2 separate regions of the Rattus norvegicus genome follow, and region 2 is linked to region 1. A link is a contact called in public Hi-C data. All regions are on one chromosome and are shown on one strand. The core of a region is the stretch at or near the end of the contact, and the rest is flanking DNA. Distances in the headings are between cores, read along the strand shown.

The links. Hi-C and Micro-C count contacts between places; a contact is called where the count stands out from the background.
Region 2: a Hi-C map of liver shows a contact between it and region 1, with 4 times the contacts expected there. The contact joins the promoter of Nsun7 here to the enhancer-like site in region 1. A contact is called at or near these places in 9 of 12 Hi-C or Micro-C datasets (Schwann cells, frontal cortex, hepatocytes and 4 more) and 1 of 1 datasets of contacts at active chromatin or transcription factors (oligodendrocytes).

What each region holds. Positions count from the first base shown.
Region 1 is chr14:42,157,157-42,160,085 of GRCr8, forward strand. The region is part of intron 9 of Apbb2 (amyloid beta precursor protein binding family B member 2); the gene reads left to right. Among named protein-coding and RNA genes, the nearest start is that of Nsun7, 130 kb to the right of the region's middle. Within about 2 kb of position 1,450, at least 25 of the 93 cell types and tissues checked have an H3K27ac peak or open chromatin away from gene starts, as enhancers often do.
Region 2 is chr14:42,287,363-42,290,418 of GRCr8, forward strand. It overlaps Nsun7 (NOP2/Sun RNA methyltransferase family member 7), which reads right to left and starts at 1,596. Exons shown (of 12, transcript NM_001400916.1): 1 at 1,177-1,596; 2 at 477-893. The coding sequence starts at 789.

The sequences.
Region 1 (2,929 bases), core at 200-2,699:
CAGGTTGTGTGACTCAATCTTAGTGCATACTTCCTGCGTCATTTCTCCTGTGTACTCCTAATTCCTAGCCTCTTTTTCAGCAGAGCCACTTAACTATTTCCTTAGACACTGGCTAGTGACTTTTTGTTTTGTTTTCCCTACAGTATGTTTTGTTGTTGTTATTGTGTTGTTGGTATGATTTGGTTGTGTGTGTGTGTGTGTGTGTGTGTGTATGTGTGTGTGTTTTGTTTTGGTTTTGGTGGTGGTGGCTGTGGGGGTGTTTTTTGGTTTTGTTTATTTGTTTGTTTTGGATTTTTTTTTTAGCACCATCTCACTATGTGGTTCTGGCTGTCCTAGAACTCACTATGTAAACCAGGCTGGCGTCAAATTCACAGAAATCCATCTGCCTCAGCCCACAAAGTGCTGGGATCAGAGGTGTGCACCACCACGCCAGGCACCTTCAGTGTTTTGAGACAAGGTATCATATAGCCTGGATTAGCCTTGAATCCAGATCTTCCTGCCTCTGCCTCTCAAGTGCTGTGGTCACAGGCATGCAAACTCCCTACTGCATCCCTCAGTGCATGTGCTTGAGTTGGTATCTTGATCAGTGGGAACTCTTACCAAACTTGCTTGGAACCCTTTCTAAATATCTGCTATACCCAGAGCCTTTGAAAAAGTAATGCTGGGATCGTGCCTTCCTTCCAAGATAGACACACAATCTGGCTGTCAGAAGACTTGGAACTTCTTCAAATTCACCCGTGGAGCTTGCCCGGAGCCAGGTGATGTGGCCTTCTGTGGAGGAGGGCATGCCACGTCCTCTCCTATATCGCCCTCCTTCCCGCCTGCAATGTGGCCTTAAGGATGGCTCATCTCTAGGTGGGACACAAAGCAAGAATCAGCACAGCTGGATAGTGGGGAGTGTCCCCTAACGCTGACACATTCGACCTGGAACAAACACTGGCCTCCTTCCATAGCAATTCTCCTTGGGCCCCAAGCCGCTGTGCTCATCGCTCCAATCCCCATACAGCTGTTGTGTTGATGCTTTTGTCCTCAGCGATGAAGTTGCACACCCCTTGGTATGGCAGCCCAAATGAATGTGCTGTGCGACTTGTAGAATTTTTGTATGTGTATGAGTGTTGGGCTTGTATGTATTTCTGTGCACTGTGTGTGTGTGTGTGTGTGTGTGTGTGTGTGTGTGTATGCGCGCCCTCGAGCGCGCGTTGCCCACAGAGGTCAGAAAGGAGTGTTAGACTCCTTGGAACTAGAGCTACGTGTAGTTGTGAACCACTAGGTGGTTGCTAGGAATCAAACCCAGGTCCTCTGCAATCGCAGCGAATGTTTTAACCGTTGAGCCATCTCTTCAGCCCTCCCTTGCAGCATTTTGAAGCAGTGCTCAGTGGAGTGATGGTTTGAGTGTTCATTGAGGCATCCCTCTTTTTTGGCATTGCAGTAAGCATTAAAAAAAAAAATGCTTATGAATGAGTGAATCCATTGTCTTCCAAGCTCAGCACAGCACCACACTGTTTAGGACACTGTCTGTGACTCACTCTGAGTCAAAAACCTTCTATGAGCTCCCAACCAACACAGCTTGTGCCCGTTGTGTGCCCTCATCTCAAGGAGCCACAGGATAGATTCGCACTGTGTGTCTCCTCTTAAGAAGCCTCAAGAGGGTAGGGACTGAACCTCACTCACCCTCGTAGGTCTCCAGGAGCTAATTGGTGCTCAGTGGATGTCATTACGCAGTAATTAAGCTAAAATGGCCATTGCTAAAAATGAGTGTCTCGGGATTTCATTGGTAACATTTAACCTTTTAACTTTTTAACTTGTCTGCCTGAGTCTCCTTAGTTTGTAAGATCTATTTTGGTACCAGAGTCATTTAACCCCAGCAGTTAGAGGACTCACTGTGTTGTAGGCAGGGTGACACTTTGTGGACATTAGCCACCGTCTTCTTTCTGCCCATGTGGGCTGCCTCACTTTCACTTGCTCCTCATGGTCCAGGGGAGATCTGTGGCATTCCGTCACATCCTCTAATCAGAGGAAGAAAGAAGCCAGGGACCTAACTTAGCTGGGTGTGGGAGAAATGACCAGTCCTGGAGAGATGGAATCTTTTGGAGCCTGGAGATGAGGGGAAGTGAGCATCGGATGGGTCCCCACAATATGCCAGACGGTATGCCACTGCTTTGTTTCTTTGCGATCTCCTGGCAGCTCTTTCGGCTTACGTGTTCTCATTTCTCCCGCAAACTCAGAGTTGCAAAGGCAGACCACCTGCCGATCACACCAGAGAAACTGAAACCCCGGACTGTGGCATGATAAAGCCAGGCTTAGAACTGCTCTTTACCACCACACAGACCTTCAGAAGAGGTTCTTTCTCCCCAGGTACACGCTTCTCCCAAGATGGGACTCAGAATTAACAAACATGGGGCTCAGAGACAGCTCGGTCAGTAAAGTGGTTATATACAGAACTCAGTCCGAACTGCAGCACCCAGGTGAAAAACTGATATGGTGGCAGTGCCGGGCCTGGTGGCAGTGCATGTGTCCGTTCCCAGCACTGAAGAAGAGACAGTGGGTCCCAGGAGCCCACTGGCAGCCTAGTGTCATCAGCGATCCCCGGTTCCAGTAGAGAGAGGCTGCTTCACAAAACAGAGTGGATGGTTCCTGAGGAATAGCCCAAGGTTGACTTCCGACCTTCACACACGCGTGACATGCTCATACACTGAAAAAGAAAGGCTAAGGTCAGGAACAACAAGTGGCAGTCCTGGGGTTTGAACCAGGCATCTACACTCAGAGCCCATAGAGCAGTGTAACTCTGGATAGAGAACAGGGCCGTCCCTCCACAGCTGACATTCTCGGCACCTCAGCTCCAGACCAGCAATGTCTGGGGAGCTGCTAGAATTGCAGGCTCCTGAGCCCTGCCCAGAGCTGCTCCTTCAGAGACTCTGGGGCAAGGGCT
Region 2 (3,056 bases), core at 346-2,845, 130 kb after region 1:
CATTAATGGAACTGTGTCTAGGTTTCATTGATGTTTGTGTGTGTGTGTGTGTGTGTGTGTGTGTGTGTGTGTGTGTGTGTTGTTGTTGTTGTTGTTGTTGTTTTCCTTTTCCTTTTTGAGAAGGGTCTGGCTCTATAGCCCATCCTGACTTGGAACTGCAAATCCTCCAGACTTAGCAGCTGGGCTTACAGGCCTAGACAACCATGCTGACTCCTGTTCATTTCATGACTTCACTATACCTATCTGACAAGTGCAGTAACACTCTGTAGTTTCCCTTAGAATCCTTCATTTTTAAACGGTTGTAATTCACCAAAGATACACACACGACTAAAAAATGGTGTGTCTGAAGGGCTAGGCTACGTTCCGCATCCCATTAATTTCCTTGCTTTCTCGCCCCATTACCCCCTCTCTACTCGCCTGCCTCCCCATCCCCTACCCCCCAGCCTCTGGTAACCTCCAAAACCGGTATTACTCACACTTCAGGGTACTGAAAGCCAACTCATAGGACAAACGCTGAAAAGAATCTTCCTCGGCCTGGGTCCAGGAGGACGGCAAGAGTTCATCCCCGTAATTTATGATGACTTTGTCTGCTGGCCTTTGGATTCGAATACCCTGAAAAATGTTTGCCGCCGTAACGTACACGGAGTCTGGATAGCTAGATTTTTCTAGCGCAGCTGAAGGTTTTCTCTTGGAAACTAAATCCCCTGACATCTCTAGGGAAGCGAGTTGGGAGAGCTCCTCCATATTTTCTTGGTCAAAAAAGTCCATTGCACTGTTCGGATCCAACATGTTTGCCTCTGATGTCAACTGCCCCTGATGTCAATAACTCAAGCTTCAGGTTCAATTCAGGTGGTCCAGGGAGATTGCTATCCTTGTAGTCTTAAGCATGGTCTCTGAGAAAAGAAAGGGTTACCTTGGTAAATCTCTTTCTACAGCACCTCTCTTGATTGCCCCTTTCTTGCGGCATATACTACTAGCCCATCGGAACACCCCATACTTCCAACTGCAAGGAAAACTTGCACTCAGGGATGGAAGGAACAACTAGAGATCCTCCCACCCCACCCCCACCCTCTCTCCCACCCCCAGGGTGAATTTCACCACAGCCCATTAAGGACAGACCCACTAGGTCCCCCTGGCCTCGCACCCTCAGCATCCAAGGGAAAAAGGTCCTACCACCTTCTCCGCGAATCCGCCCTTCTCTAAGGTTGGGATGTTTCCCCGGGGCTCTGGGGCTGAAGACGCGGCAACCTCTGTACTTGGGGCGCTGGAGGCAGAACCAGGCCCTCGGGAGCCCCGGGAGGCGACCGCCCGCGGAGGCCGTTTAATTCAAGTACAGCCACACCACCCGCGGGGTTCGGGCGTGGGGGAAAGCGCTCGGCGCCCGCGCCCGCTACGTTCGGGTCCCTGAGGGAAACGCTGCCTCCTCAAGCGCGTCTTCGGGCTCCGGGGGGACACTGCTCAGGACCGGCCCTCGGCTCTCGGGATCCCTCAAAGAAGGCTCTGGGTCCCTGAGGGGACGCTTCTCGCGACCACCCCGGGCTCTTGCAGCCAACCTAGCGGGTACAGCAGCAGGAAGCCAGGAGCTGGGTCCGTACTCGACCCTGGCTACCGAAATTTCCTCTAAGTCTTCTAGAGGCGTGAGCGGGTGCGGCAGGGTGCCCGGATCTCCATGGCAACGGGGGTGGGGGTGGGGCTGTGCTCCAGGCTTTCCGAGTGGGATCTGCTAGAAGTGACTCTTCACCAGTTTCTTGTACTCGTGACAGCCCTTCAGTCCCTCTTGGAAGTCAGGCCAGGGTTCCTGAGCACTCAAGCTTGGTTTCCTTCATTAAACACTTAGGGATATTTTGAAGTAGATGGTGTAGTTCTGCGGCTTAACTCTCAGGCACCTGAGGCCCCCATTGAAATGCAGATGGCTGGACCCATCTCCGGGATTCTGAGTTTGGGCATGGGACTCAAGATTTTGCTTGCTATCTATCAATCTATCTATCTATCTATCTATCTATCTATCTATCTATCTATCTATCTATCTATCATCTATCTATCATCCATCTATAGATGTGTGTGTGTGTGTGTGTGTGTGTGTGTGTGTGTGTGTGTGTTATTGCTTCCCATTGTGGTTTCCTTTTTTTCCCCTCCACCCCTCCAATCCCCCCTCCTCTCGCTTCCCTCTACTCCCCCTCCCCCAACTCCAAACTCCTCTGTGCTGCAATCAGAGGCTTGAACTCCCAGGAGGATTGTTTCTCTTTGCCTTGAAAAGTCTCTCCTTTTGTCTACCTGGTAAACTTCTACAAAAAATCTTTGAAACTCAGCCTTTTTCAACATTTGCATGTGTCTGAATGTAAATTTATTTGCTAAGCCAGAGATCCAAAATAACAGTGGGCTTGAACCTAGTAGAAAGTTGATACTCAGGACCCAGTTGGCACTGGCTTGGTGGTATTGGCCTTTAATCTCAGCACCCAGCATGGTCTGTATAGGGAGTTCCAGGCCATGCCAGTGAGACCCTGTCTTAATCATCCCCATCCCCTACCCCGCCCCCGCCCTCACTCGCATCTTGTAGGTCTGACTCTACTACACAGTTATCAGGAACCCAGGCTCCTCCTAAGGGTTCACCCAAGGTCTATCTATGTCTTTGTCAAATTAGTGTGAGATGGCTCATCCCAAGTCCACTTGCAGACAGTGATAAAGGGCAGAAGGCGGAGGGAGACAGCACGTCCATGCCTTCCAAGGACAGGACTAGAAAGATGCACATGTCACTTTGCTTGGTTTCCACTCCAGAATTAGTCACAGAGCGTGCTTAATAACGAAGGCTGGGAAACGAGTCCAACTGAAATTCAAGGGAACTATTGCTGTAAGGGAAGGGTGTTCGTAGTGACTGACAGAAACGCGGTAAACATACAGACAGAACGGGGGACCTGCCGTCACACGTGATCGTGGGGCACCTCTGATTTTAGCACCCTTTATTTTTTTATTAGGGATATCTGTGTACATACCTATATTGACCTTCTCCCTTCTTTCTATATACAAATCACACGCTCTAAAATATCTCTGCTAGACCT